Regions from separate parts of the Ovis aries genome. Here region 2 is linked to region 1. The links are chromatin contacts, called in public Hi-C maps. All regions are on one chromosome and are shown on one strand. Each heading gives the region's core, a stretch centred on a gene start, on an enhancer-like site or on the middle of the called end of the contact. The rest is flanking DNA. Distances are from core to core; before and after follow the strand shown. Region 1 holds the start of SLC30A1 (solute carrier family 30 member 1). Region 2 holds the start of TRAF5 (TNF receptor associated factor 5).

The links. Hi-C and Micro-C count contacts between places; a contact is called where the count stands out from the background.
Region 2: a Hi-C map of tail adipose tissue shows a contact between it and region 1, with 2.7 times the contacts expected there. The contact joins the promoter of TRAF5 here to the promoter of SLC30A1 in region 1. A contact is called at or near these places in 2 of 16 Hi-C or Micro-C datasets (skin fibroblasts and tail adipose tissue).

The regions. Positions count from the first base shown.
Region 1 is chr12:71,350,602-71,357,495 of ARS-UI_Ramb_v3.0, reverse strand. SLC30A1 (solute carrier family 30 member 1) reads right to left here and starts at 4,038. Exons shown (of 2, transcript XM_027975969.2): 1 at 2,953-4,038; 2 at 1-1,185. The coding sequence starts at 3,568. The coding sequence ends at 281. LOC121816105 (a long non-coding RNA gene) reads left to right here and starts at 2,859. Exons shown (of 3, transcript XR_009595758.1): 1 at 2,859-6,894.
Region 2 is chr12:71,520,113-71,527,515 of ARS-UI_Ramb_v3.0, reverse strand. It overlaps TRAF5 (TNF receptor associated factor 5), which reads left to right and starts at 2,641. Exons shown (of 10, transcript XM_060396218.1): 1 at 2,641-2,702.

The DNA of each region.
Region 1 (6,894 bases), core at 2,789-5,288:
TTATGTTATATAAGGTTTATACTTAAACAAAAATGTAACATAGTGTTAAAACTGGCTTTCCAAAACTGTTACAGCATAGCTGTACTCTGCACTAATAATCACAAAGTTGTAATATAGAACTCTGTTAAGCAGTCCCATTATGTTCTTACAAAAATAGAATTAAACTGTGTGACCAGACAAGGACTTCAATTACACTACTTGGCAAACATAGAATTTCAATAGAGTCTTTTTTCCTCTTGCAGTTTAAAGCAAAAGTCAAACATCACATCTTTTTCAAGACTCACAAAGATGATTCAGGTTGTTTGTTTGGCATTTTTTTAATCTCTATCACAACAGCAGGGATGTTTTCAACTTTAGTCCTCTTGGGCTGCTTCTCTAGATTGTCACTAAGTTCTAAACAAGAAATGCTAACTGATGGGGCCTTTTCTGCATCCTTTCCAGACTGGGCTTGTGGCCGTGTCCCACAACATTGCTTCAAAGCACACTGAGTTCTGCAGGCAAGTTCACACGGGACTACACTTGACTTAGAGCCTACACTAGCAAATTCAGGCTGAATGGTGGTAGCGTGAATTCCGTGATTATGGAAAACGTCTTTAATGATCTTAGCCACCTGCATGTATGATGTCGGGTCTTCACATTTTATGTGAGCAGTGGCAATGATTCTGCTTCCAGCAAGTTGCCAAACATGTAATTCATGAACTTCCTCAACTCCTTCAACATTTCGAAGTTCTTTTATCAAGTTTTTGATATCAATTTGTTTAGGAACAGTTTGGAGAAGAATAAGAGCAGACTCCTTAAGCAATGGATAAGTTGTGTAAAGAAGTATACAAACCATTACAATACAAAGAGTTGGATCTAAATACAGTACCCAGCAAGGACCAGCCTCTTGAACTGTTGCCTGAGTACTATTAACTAATTCTACAAATGCTTTGCAGGGGTCAGGTGTACATGGGTTCACACAAATCTCCCCTTCAGGACAACCTTTCCAATTAAAGTAAAAGACTAAGGCATTTACTACCACAATCACTGAACCCAAAGCATCTCCAAAGACATGCAGAAAAACTCCACGCATGTTAAGTTGTCCAGTCTTATCTTCATCCTCTTCCAATTCCACCTCTTCGGGTTCTCTGATAAGATTCCCATTCACTTGTACTTCCATTGCATCATTTCTGGACTTTTCTGGATCTACAAAGAAATAAAAATTCTGTATCAAACACATCTTAAGTGTTTATATAAACATTCTTGCCTAATTCCATTTAAGAGATGGAGGTGAAAATTTTTCATAAAACATACGAAGAAATGTGCTCAGAGCAATTTAATATAAGTTGACATACTGGGTACAGGCCAGGATATATGGTCAGGGGTAAATTAAGTATCATCATTAAGATGATACTCCTTTCTCATACTCCAACCTCCTACCTTCCCACTTCCAAATGAAGTTTACCTTTTCTGTGGGGTCCTGGGAACATTCTATACTTGTTGGTATATATCAAAAACAACAAAATTGAATGCTATCACCCCCAAATCATATGCAACTATGGATAAGTCTAATACAAACAGCTGACCTGACACAGAGCTCTAGTCACTTTTCATCATTAAAGCGTTAAGGTTAACTTTTAGACTTTTGTCACTTATAAATGATAAGAGTCCCTTGATAGAAGGGGTTTAGAAACTGACAAATCAACCATATAAGCCTATCAACAATCACACAGAGACTTCACGAAAAGTTGGAACTAAATGATCACTATCTATCCTACTAGCTCCTTTTAAGGAATTATACACACCAGAACAGCTTAATATTCTTTGGAATAACTCCTTGCAGAGTAGAAGTGAGAGGAAATTCAATTGTTTATTAAACGTTTTCAATGTACAACTTCAATTTCATTAACATGATATCCTGAATCCTAGAAAGAGGAAAATTGTCTATGTAGTGTCATGCGTGTGTGGTTTCACACAAATAGGTAAACAGAAATTGATATTTCCATATAAATGGAAAACAGTGGGAGGAAATACACCAAGCTATTAAAAATATCACTGAGATTGGTTAGTAGGGCATTAGGATGATTCCTTTTCCCATCTCCTCTTTCAACACCTATTTCCCAATTTCCTTCCAAGAGCACTTAATGTTTAGAATGAAAACTACACATTAAAAATATAAGATGAATAAATTATCATCACTTTTACCTTAGTACAGAAACGACAAATCCTAAGTGAAATGTTAAAACATGCCTTCCGCAAAAAAAAAAAAAAAAAAAAAAACCCAAAAAACATGCCCAGACAGGTCTTAAGTCTAGGATTTTCAGGATTGGGTTTAGACTTTAGAAAATTAACCGAAACATGCATTGCTGTTCATAACAGAAACCTTTAACCAAGATTTTGAGTTCAGGAAAGACAATCACTAAGATCGCTCTGAATACAACATTAAGAAACTTGTTTGAAGGGCAAAAGCGCTACTTGGACAGAGCAAGGTTCCAAACATCCAACAACTAAGGATCAAATCGAGATTCTCTCCGGTTTTCCAAGAGGGCCAAGAAATTTAATTAGGAAGCATTGCTGATCCTGCTAACGCCAAAATCAGACAGTCTCTTGGAACGACAGCCCGTAAGAGACTGCCAAGTGCAGCTGCGGACCGCAGCGGGCTGAGGGTCACCTCCTGACCTTTTGCCCGCTCTCACCACCGCGGTGCCATCTACACCCCCATATGGGGGCGGAGGACGCACTTCCCCGGCTCCTGACACCCGGCTGACAGCGGGGAGCGGGGGTGGAGGGGGTCGTCTGTTTCGGCGGCTTCCCCGCAGGTGCGGGAGCCCGCCCGGCAACGAGCGGCCCCGAGGCGGCGCGGCGCGGTCGGCTCGGGCGCCAGGGGGCGTGCGGGCCACCCCGCCCGGGGCCATCCCGGGGTCTGGGCTCCCCAGGGCCAACCACCTGCGGCGGCGACTTTTCTCTCCTCACCTGTCTGGTCCAATTTCAGCCCGTTGGAGTTGCTGCTGTTGGCCACCAGGATGTTGGTCTCCTCCTGGTCGGGACCCTGCTCGCCCGGGGTCACGGCGTCGTCGCTACCCCCGGCGCGGCTGCTCTTGCTGCGGGCCCCCTTGGGGAGGCCGTGGCTGTGCCCCCCGTGCGAGTGGCTGTGGCTGGAGTCGTCGCCGAAGCCGCTGTGGTGGTGAAAGAGACAGAGCCCCAGCACGTTGACCACCAGCCCCGCCACGCCGACCCCGAAGACCACCAGTGGCTGCTGCATCTCGTGCGGCTCGATGAAGCGCTCGATGGCCTCCAGCAGGATGGCGAAGCAGAGGCCGGTCAGGAAGATGGCGTTCACCAGAGCCCCCATCACCTCCGCCCGGATCCAGCCGAAGGTGTTCTTCTGGGTGGCGTGGGTCCGCCGGGCGAAGCGCTCGGCCACCAGCGCCACCACCAGCGCCAGCACGTCCGACAGCATGTGGAAGGAGTCGGAGAGCATCGCCAGGGACGTGGTCACCCGGCTCACCACCACCTCCAGGACCATGAACATGAAGGTCAGTAACAGCATGCAGAGCAGCCGGCCCCGGTTTCGACCCCAGCACCCCATGGCTGCGGCTGAGGAGCCCGCCCGAGCGCGGCCCGGACACTCCTGAGGAGGCGGCGAGGCGCCGAGGAGCCGGCGACGGAGGGAGGGAGGGCGAGCGGCGCGGGGCTCGGGAGTCTGCCGCGGGGCCTCGGTGACTGGACAGGAGCGGGCGAGCCCGGGGTCTAGCCGCCGAGCCCCCGCGCCTGCGGGCGTCCCCGGCCGGCCAGCGGCGCGCAGCTCCTCCTCAGGCGTCCGTCCTCGGAGCCGGCGCCGAGGCCCGGCTCAGCCCCAGCAGCCCCCCACACCCACAGCGGGGCGGCGGCGGAGGCGGCAGGGAGCTGGGGCTCCCGAAGCCCGCCGACAGAGAGCCGGAGAGGGAGCGGGCGGGCGGGCGGCGGGGGCGGGCGACCGGCAGCTCAGCGCTGAGGAGGCTCCAAGCATCTGCGGGTTCTCCGCGCAGGTCTTCCCCTCCGGCGGTCTTCCTCCGGTGTGGCGCGGACCGAGGAGGCGACGCCTGAAGAGCTAAAGAGGCGGCGGCCACGGCTGCTGCACTCGGCCCGGTGTCGGGCGCCTTCTTCGCCACCCGCCACCCCCCCCGCCTTTGCAGACGGTTTACAAAAAAACTTTGCTTTGCACTCGGAACCCCCGTTTTCACACGGACCCGAGCGTGACAAGGCCTCGCCGCCCCGCCCACCAGGCCCGGCACGTCTTCTCATTGGCCAGAACCCCCTCACGACAGCCGCCGCGTCCCGCCCACCCGCGCTCGCTATTGGGCGGAGGCTCAGAGGGGCGGGGAGGAGGCGGTGTCGCGGCTTCAACAGATGGGGGCGGGGCCTTTCCCTTCAGGAGCCGGGCGTGGGCCGGGGGCCGCGGCCGGGTGCAGCGACGGGCGTCGTGGGGGAGGGTAGGGGGCGCGGGCCGCGTGCAGCAGGAGGGGGAGGGGCAGGGCGAGGCAGGCGGGGTCCCCGCGGCGTGGCGGGCCTCTTGTCCAGGCGCTGCGGGTCCTAGCAGCCCACCTCACACCTGCCGGGGGCCAGCCAGCAAACAGACTTTGATCCTCCCAGCCGGGTCCACGTGGGGCGGGCCGCTCGGCCGCCGTGTGACAGTCGGCAGCCTGGGAGGGGCCAGGAGGGGGAGCCCCAGTGTGAGGGGCGGCGGGAGGCTCGGGGACGCGCTTCTGTCAGAAGAACCGCGATTAGGGCCGACAGACTCATAAACAAGTGCAGCACGTAACTTGTGACTGCTCAACACCGAGTTGAGGAGTTCGTCCAGGACGGTCCTGCGAGGCGTTGAATGGAATCTTTGTAAATGTTTCAATAAAGCAAATCACCCCCTATCGCCACCATCGCCCGGAGACCTTGTGTGAAGTCAGATATTTCTGTCACTGATTATCTAAGGATCATTCAGGGTGCAGACTTAGAGCAGGAGAAACCTGGGTTCTGGTTCTTGCTTTGCCACTAGCCAGCTGGGTGACTTTGGGCAAGTCAGCCGGTCTCTCTAGACCTGTTTCTTCGTCTATGGAGAGTAAAGGACTGAACAAGAGGAGATCTTAAGATTCCCCCTGACTTTAAAATTCTAAGGCTCTAAGACTTAAACATTGTATTTATACACTACAAACAGCAGAACCCAGTGTTGGTTGCTATGGGGAACGGGAGGGGCAGTGAGAATACGGAATAAGCTTCTGTCCAGGTGGAGGTGAAATATATAAAATTTTAAATTACGGTGAAATACTCCTGATAAATTGTGCCAACACTGCTTCAGATTGGATACATACCTTGCTGTGCTCTGAATGAAGACTAGCTAACTTGAAAGTGAAGGCTTCTTGAAAGTGGAGGGGTGGCTAGAGTCAGAGTGGCCTGAACTGGACTCCCAAAGGCCTCACTCGGCCCCTCAACAGCGAAAAGGACCTCCAACTGCTCTGGATTGCTGGGAGACAAAGACAGTGCTAGCCAGTGCCTCAGGGTCTGTATATAAGGCTTGTTTGGGGCCATGTATTTTTGCATTTAAAAAAATATTATTTCTAGAAAAGTTTATTCACTTGTATATGGTGTTTCTCATCTCACCATCCAGACTAGAGAGCCAGATCCTCTTCTATTTCTGTTCTTCCAGAATGCAAAAGAATGGAGGAAACTTCCTGAGATATTTATTGAGCAAGAATTGACAGGACTTGATTAATTGGGTATTGGGAGAGTGAAAGCTGATGAGGAGAATTTTAAAAACATAGTTTTTAACCCAACAAGGAACATATTGCTTAAAACAGGTGGAGAAGTTGGAAAGGGTGTGCAAGGAGCTGCTCTTAAGGAGAAAATACTGAGCCTGTTTTTTAATGTGCTGAATTTTCAGTGAAGTCTGGATGGTGGCACTGCTAAGGAGTGGGGAGATGGGATTGGGGACTTCCATAATCTTCTCTCCCTTGGTGAAGACAATGGATGTTTGTGAATTCATGTATATGAATACAGCCTCAAACCTCCTCCAAATCAGGTCCTCCTATATAGACACTGAGGAGCCACGTGTGGGTCAAGATATCCCACGGAAATGGCCAGGAGGCAGTGGAAGACCATTTTGCCTCCTATTGGGAGCTGCTGGGTCCCTTTACTTAAAAGATAGATTCCTTCAGGGAGTTCCTTGGTAGTCTAGTGGTTAGGATTCAATGCTTTACTTCTGTGGCCGTGGCTCAGCCCCTGGTTAGGGGAACTGAGATCCTAAAAGCCATGTACTGTGTGGGCAAAAGCAAAAAGAAAAGATATTCCTCCAAGTGTAAGTATTTAATGTCCAAAAAGAAACCAATAAGACGATGCCGAAGGCGAGGATGCTCAGCAAACAGTAGCAATCCTTTCAGTAACTAAGCAGACTGAGTTGGGAGACGTTCAGACCCACGTAAAAGGGGCTCTAGGTTCAAGCCAACTCAGTAGTCACTTAGGAGAACCTGCGTGGTGCCACATTTTCCCCCCTCTTGCAAGCCACTTCCCAGACAATGTGCTTTATGCGCTCACAACCTAGAAGCGGGGAGGGGTGTCAGAGATGCATTTTCCAGATTGGAAAAGTTATAATCATGCATTCCAGAAAGAGTAATATTTACCTCTCAGCAAACCATTTCAGTCAAATAAACCTTTTTCCCCTCTAGCATAGTGTAGTCAAAATACTTTGGTAGCTTGACACAAAGTTGTCCTTTTTTAGCCGATTGTCTTGGCATAGCATTAACACAGCCAGAAGTGGGTTAAAATGAAGGAAAGCCATACCATTATTCACCAACACTCCTGGAGTTTGTGGCCCCAGGTTGAGTAAGATATATTGGCTTTTTCTTCCTAATTCTTGAGAACTCTCCTGACAATTTGCTTAGTGCTCAA
Region 2 (7,403 bases), core at 1,392-3,891, 170 kb before region 1:
AAGGCCAGGTCTGAAGTCGGGAAGTAATTTTAGGGTGCTTAGAACCTACCCAGACTAAAAGTTTATCCCTTCTGTGCAAAAATTTAGTGTATAGTCCAATCCTGCCCTTATTTTTGTAGATGAATTTAGCTTGAAAACTGGATTCTGTTTAGAATACTGCAAATATTTTGAGAACACTAAACCAGCTAAAATTAATCTCCTCAGCTGTTTTGTCTGATGTCACATCAACCAGTTTTTTGAGGGGCAATGTGTTGTACTGACTGAAGTGAAGTGAAAGTCACTCACTCATGTCCGACTGCAACCCTATCCAGCTTCTCTGCCCATGGAATTCTCCAGGCCAGAATACTGGAGTGGGTAGCCGTTCTCTTTGCCAGGAGATCTTCCCAACCCAGGGATTGAACCCAGGTCTCCTGCCTTGCAGACGGATTCTTTACCATCTGTGCCAAAAGCCCACAAGAACCAGACTCCCCATATTCAAACCCCACCTCCCCCAAAACTAAGAATTTTACAATTTGGGGCAAAGTGTTCAAGAGATGAGCTTTTCAAACTGTAAAATAGGGCTGATGATTAAATGGGTAAATAAAGATAAAATACTGAGCACAGTACCTGGTCTATAATAAAACTTAATATGAGCTATCATCTTCTAATGTTTGAGTGTGTTTCTACTATTTAGTGTGTATTTATGTCCTTTTCTTCCCATCCATCTTCAAGGTCCTTGAGGAGAGAGATAATGTCTCCTTCATCAGCTAGGTCCCAGGATTGGTTTTCTCACTTCTCCCAGACACCTTGCCCAGGGCTATGTGATCAACAAGGGGAAGTGGGAACATGTCCTTGAGTTTTGACTACCATCTATCTGAAATTCCTCTATCTTCCCACTGAGACTCCCAGCCCTGGAGTTATGTGGACTCCCCTTCCCACCACTAAAAGATTCACTTTCTATCCCAGAGTCTGATCTCATCATATTTAAAGCTTGGATATCATTCTTGAGACAAATAGGCTGCTTTATTCCATTGATGGGCAAGAGGGATGGAGGGAGACAATTGAATCATATTTAGTAACAGTACCAGGGCCCTAAGCATACCTGCATATATGCATTCAAGACACTGTGTTTTTAGCCAGTGAAAGGAGATATAAGCTTACAAAAGCATATTGATTTGTAAGCATCCTGGGGAGTGTGGGGGTGAAGGGTGTACCATGAGAAAGGAGGTGCGTGAAGGCAGGCATAAGTGAAGATGACCACAGGCCCTATCTATCCATGAAATCGTTAATCTGACTTGCCAACCAAAAGGTTTGAATCTGGATTTCTGGCTCTTGTTGAAAAAGAAGCAATCAGATAAGGACAGGCTGGCAGGGAGCCTGGCTGCTCCTCTAGACTCCACACATGGTCTTCAGTGCAGCGATGGTGTCCCCTCCCCTTCCCCCTGACTACAACTTTCACCTCTCTCCTGTGTGTTTTCTGCCTGGCTCCTGTGCATATCTGAATAGTGCCTGTTATTATTAACCCTCTTTGGTGAATAATTGAAGCTCAGGCAGTTGAGTAAATTTCCCAAGGTTGCCTAACTGAAAGTGAAGGAACTAGAATCGGAATTAGGGCCCATTATATTCTAAAATCCATGATCTTCATGCTCCATCAACCTTCACAGAGGAGATTTATGTGGAACACAAATATCAGTTAGAACATATACTCGGGGAGAGAAGTGGTGTAAGAGTCTGACACTGGGGAGTAGGGAGACGGGACTGAGGAGGAAGCTCTGGCGCTTGCTGGGTGCTACACCGCGGGCATATCACCTCATGTCGCCTCTCTGGCATCGGATGGGTCATGTGTAACATGAGCATGCCCAGGCCTACTTCACAAAGTTTCTAAGATCACAGGAGACGTCTGGAGAGTCCTAGGTACAATGGCAAGCCCTACAACTCTAAGGGATTGCTGGGCCAGCAAGGAGGGGGCTGGCAAATTGGTCCTGTTGTAAAGGAAGGTCAGGAGGGCTAGATTTGAACCAGACCTCTGGTGGCTGAGATGTTAAAGAATCAGCCTGCAATGCAGGAGACCCGGGTTTGATCCCTAGGCTGGGAAGATTCCCTTGGAGAAGGGAATGGCAACCCACTCCAGTATTCTTGCCTGGAAAATCCCACGGACAGAGGAGCCTGGCAGGCTAAAGTCTGTGGGGTCCCAAAGAGTGGGACAAGACTGAGCGACTAACACACTTTCACGAAGGGAAAGGAAAGAGAAGTCAGTCGTGTCCGACTCTTTGCGACCCCATGGGCTGTAGCCTGGAATTTTCCAGGCAAGAGTACCGGAGTGGATTGCCATTGCGTCAAAATACGAAAGGACTGGTTGAGCTTAGTTGTCCCTGATTGAAGGGTTAAGACGAGTACAGTTCAAATGCAGCCAGGGAAATCAGAGATGACTTCCTTGTAGACACTCAAGATTCGAGGGAGGGTCGGCTAGGTTTCCAACTGGCCGGTTTTCTCCCAGTCTCTCAGCACCCCGCCCAGCACCTGCCTGCGGTCCGCCCTCCCTGGGGGCCCGGCGCCCCCGCCCGCGCTCGCTCCTGGGCCCCCCAGGCCCCGCCTCTCCGGGGCCCGGGCCCGCCCCCCTTCCTCGGCGGGCGGGGCCCCGCAGCTGGGAGCCGAGCCCCTGCTTCGCAGCCGCTGCCTTGGAGCAGCCAGGCGCCCTCCGAGCGCCCGCGCGCCGAGCCCAGGTGAGTCCCGGTGGGTCGCCGCGTTGGGCCTGAGGGAGCACACCGAGCACCGCTTCTCAGCGCGTCGCGATGACTTTGAAACCGAAAACACATCGGCGGCAGGAGTCCGGCAGCTGCCTCCCCGCAGCCCGGCCCCCGCTCGCGCCCGGCGAGTCCCCGACGGCCGCGGCGGGTGCACGCGAGGAGGCCCAGGGGCCCGGACCCCGGGTCGGGAGAAGCCGGCGGGGCAGGTGGCCCCTGATGCGGGCGAGTGGGTGCGGTGTGTATTGGGTGGGGGGCGGTTGGGTTCCGCGGCCCGGAACGAGTTTTCTGAGCAGAGAAGGGGTATTCCGAGGATGGAGACTGGGGGTCCCGAGCTGGGGAGCGCCTCCAGGGCGAGGGTGTCCACTCCGCGGACCAGAGGCAGGTCGGGGTGCAACGGGCCGGGGAAGGACTTTAGGCGTGCCTGGCACGCGTGCCTGCAAACCCTTGTCTTCCCGCATGGCGCCGTGAGGCATCCGCTCTTTCCACTTTTGCAGGACCTTCCAGCCAGAATATTTTAGAATGAAGCTTAAATACTGGCATGCGTGGAACCTCAGGGGAGCCGTTCGATTGGGCGTGCTCATTTAGAACCACCCTCACCCCCAGCCAAGGAGAGCTCGAAGGGGTCTTGCAGGAAACCAAGACTCAGGTAGGAACGAGTTGCCCAGGGAACACCCAGAGAATTCGTGGAAACTGGGTTCTCCACAGCAGATGGCCTCGCCCTTGTTACTGCTCTGCAGGGTTTTGGCACTTCTGAGAATTCTCAGTGAATTCTGGGGCCGCTGCTCTTGCTACTAACCCCCCAGGGTGTCTCCTCTGACTCTCTGGGCTGTTTCTGCCCCCTCCTGCAGAGTTTCCATATTTGGCTATTTCAGATTTACTTTCATCAGAAGTCAGTTACCTCGCAGTGACGGTACCCAGGACTGCTAAGCGCTCGCGGTGGGGTTGGTGAAACGAGGCGTGGCTCCCAGCCGGGACTGTCCCCTGCGCACCCCACCCTCCACAGCCCCGGGCTCTGACCCGTGTCCCTTCCGGACAGGCCTCTAGTAACCAACTGAATTCAGTAAATATTTATTGGGCACCAGTGCTGGGTGAGAAGTGGGGAAGGGCCAATGGAATACATTCCTTCTTTCAGAGATACTTGCATTTTGAAAGGAGACATAAAATGAAAAGAAATTGGTTGAAGTGCTTCTGGGTATAGAACAGTTCTGGGGAGCGGGGGTGAGATAATTTTAGGCAGGGAAAGCCTGGGCTAGAACCTCTCAAATGGAGCATGCAGCTGCCTGCCTTGCCTTCCCCGCCTTCCCCACAGACAGCTGCAGACAGGGCTGTTAGCGCGATTGATGGTTTGGATGAAAACCTTATCATCTGAACACTCTCACCTCCAACTTCAATTTGAACAAGGGAGACAGACGTTGCTGCAGAAGAGATGAAGGTGCATTGGAGGCAGAAAATGTCCAACCTTTATTTATCAAGGTTGTTGTTGTTGCTGTTTTGGTTCTTGTTTTGGACTCGGTGGAATGGGCTGACCCTCAGATGCTGGAATCTCTCTCTCCCTGGGTTCTGGACACTGGGAGAAGAAAGCCTTCTGTCTGAGCCAAACTGCGGAAGCCCTGCCAGAGGGATGGTGGTGGAGGGGGAGACTTTCTCCGGTCCTCTGGGCTGAGGTCTGAGGACAAGCAGGGTTTCCACTGATCCGCAAGCATCATCCACCCGGCCTGGGTGGCAGAGTAGTGGAAAAACTATGGAAAGGCGATGGGGTCCCATTCGCTGGAAGTACTTGCTGTCACCACTGGAATGATTGCAGAGAGAGGGGGCTGGATGTCTGTGAGTCAGTCCCATCAGGCCAGCCTGAGAAGCAGACCTTCCGTGATTATCTCAGCTTTATTGAAGAGGACCCTGAAGGAGAAATATGAAAGCCTTGCTCATAAAGCCCTTCCCCTTTCAAAGCCTTTCCCCATTGCTCTGGGCATTTTGTTCTCATTTTGTCCTCCATGATACCCTTGAGAGTCAGGCCACAGCAGGATTATTGTTCACATGGCCCAGATGGGGAGGGTGAAGCACTGAGTGAAATAACCCTTTGGGCACCACTGCTGGGTGAGGCCTGGGTCTCCAAGGACTGTGGTTCCTCTGCCCCAGGCCCCTCACCTTGGTTTCTCAGAGCTACATCCACCCACCTCCAGCTCAGTGAGGGCTAAACAAGGGGAGGTGCCTGCATGCTGCCGCGCTTGGTTGCCTCTGACTCTTTGCGACTGTAGCCTGAGGACTGTAGCCCACCAGGCTCCTCTGTCCCTGGGAGTCTCCAGGCAAGAATACTGGAGTGGGTTGCCATTTCCTCCTCCAGAGGATCTTCCCAACCCAGGGACTGAACCCACATCTACCCAAGTCTCCTGCACGGTAGGTGGATTCTTTACTGCTGGGCCACCACGGCTTCCCTGGTGGGAAGAATCTGCCTGCAGTGTGGGAGGCCCAGGTTCGATCTCTGGTTTCAGAAGATATTCTGGAGAAGGGAATGGCAACCCACTCCAGTATTCTTGCCTGGAGAATCCCAGGGACAGAGGAGCCTGGCAGGCAAGGAGTCAGACGTGACTGAGCAACTAACAAGTGGACTCAGACTCTGATCATGCCTGGATGATCTGTTTCCGGTAACACAGAGCAAGTTTTCCTGGAGACTCTGCCCATGGCATGAACAGATACCACCTCTGTTAGTTCCACCTCCGCTAGCAAACTCAGGGTGAGACTCAGGGTATCTGGTCTTGTTTGTAGCCTGGCATCTAGCACAGAGGAGGACTAAACAGATGCTGGCATTGAATTCAGTGGAAGTGTGTCTCCCTTGGGCTTCGAGCTGCCGGGGTCCAATGGCTGAGAAATGCATCCTGGGTGGGGCTCTGGAGACACTGCGCTGCCAGCAGGACTCATCTGCACCCCGAAGTCAGCATAGCGCCGTCCAGTTGACAAATAGCTGTCTCACCTGCTGAACCACTCATCGCCTCGCCAAGAGCAGGGAGAGGCAGCTGCTGTCCTTGTACATTACCAGGCTGCAAGCTGGGCCTCAGACGTGACTTCAAACATCTCACAGCACGTGGGGAGTGGCCGGGACCCCAGCCCATGTCTTCTGACTCTAGTTCATGAGCTCTGATAGTTTTGTGGCTAGAGGAAACCAGGATTCTGGGCAGGAGGGTGGGGGGACCCAAAGAGCATTCATCAAAGTTTGCCTGACACCTCTGTCACCCATCCGGGTTCTTTAATAAGAGTCAGGAGACCAGGGCAGGAGGGCAGCAGCTGAGGCCTCCTCTGAACAGCAATACCTGTTCAGATGGTGGCTTTTCCCAACGTTCCTCTGGGGCAGGAGCTGTCACCCCAGTAGTGTTGTAGGTGGGGTGTGTGTGTGTGTGTCGGGGAACAAGCTGCAGGGCAGAAGTCACCCCCAGGGCTGCTGAGGCCAGAGCCAGGCTACAGCGTTTGCTGCTTTGCTCAGAGTGAAACTGCGTTTGGAGGGCCAGACAGCAACCGTTCCCCTCGGGTCCCCAGCAGGCCTTGTCTTGTGAGGAAGTGGGCTGGAGGGCCAGGGGGAAAATAAAAGTGAAAACACTCAGCGGTTCTCATAGAAAAATTCAAAGTCCCTTTGCGGTGACAGTGATAAGTCGTTTCTGCCCATTGGCACCTGGAGGCAGGCAGTGGTACATACAGGTGGGGATGGGGCTGTAGAGAGACCAGTGTGCAGCCAAGTGTTGGCGCAAGTCCTGTGGCCCCGGAGGTGACTGAGGGAGCCCAGGGAGCTCCCCGCCCCAAGGTTCGCGTTTGCGGGAAGGAGTACCCAGCTCACTTCCTTCCAGGAGAGCCTCACGCCTTTTTTCTTGACCCGCGCTCCATCATCACCTCTCTTCTCCAAGCCAGAGCATCCCCGAGGTTTCCTCTACAGCTTTTTTCTCTCTCGAGGAAAAGGAGCTCTCTTGACCAGCGGGAGGGCACCTTCTCCATCTACACCCCCGATCCTGCCCTTGCCTCTCTTGGAGACAGAGACAGACCCACTCCCTTCATAATTCCCTGGCCACTGACTCCTTCCCCTCTGCCACATGCTCCGTCTCTGTTAAACAGGACCCCACGCTTCCTCGTCCTTTCACCGACCAGCTTCTGGAAAGAGCAGCTGGCACTCGCCCTTGCCCTTGGCGTTCTCTTCCTCATCAGCTCCGTGCACCTGCCCCGCTGCCTGTGTTGCCCTTTGCAGGCTTCCAGGGCTGCTAATCCTCAGTCGCCAGCCTGCTCTGCAGCTGCTGCTCGGCTCCTGGAAGGGGGCTGCACTGTCCCCACTGATGTTTCCTTCCTTAACCTGGAGCTCCTTGTCCTCTTCCCGCCCTGAGCGGGGCCACGGCTGTGTCTTCTGGCTCCCCTGGAGCCCTGCAGTGCAGCCAAGGTTAACCAGCGCTCCCAGGGAAAGGCTGATCAAGTCTCTGCCTCTCAACTTCTTGGCCAGTTCAATTTGTGATGTTTCAGGAGCCCCTTGGGCTTCCCTTGTGGCTCAGCTGGTAAAGAATCTGCCCACAATGTGGGAGACCTGGGTTCGATCCCTGGATTGGGAAGATCCCCGGGAGAAGGGAAAGGCTCCCCACTCCAGTATCTGGCCTGGAGAATTCCACAGACTGTGTAGTCCGTGGGGTTGCAAAGAGTCGGACACAACTG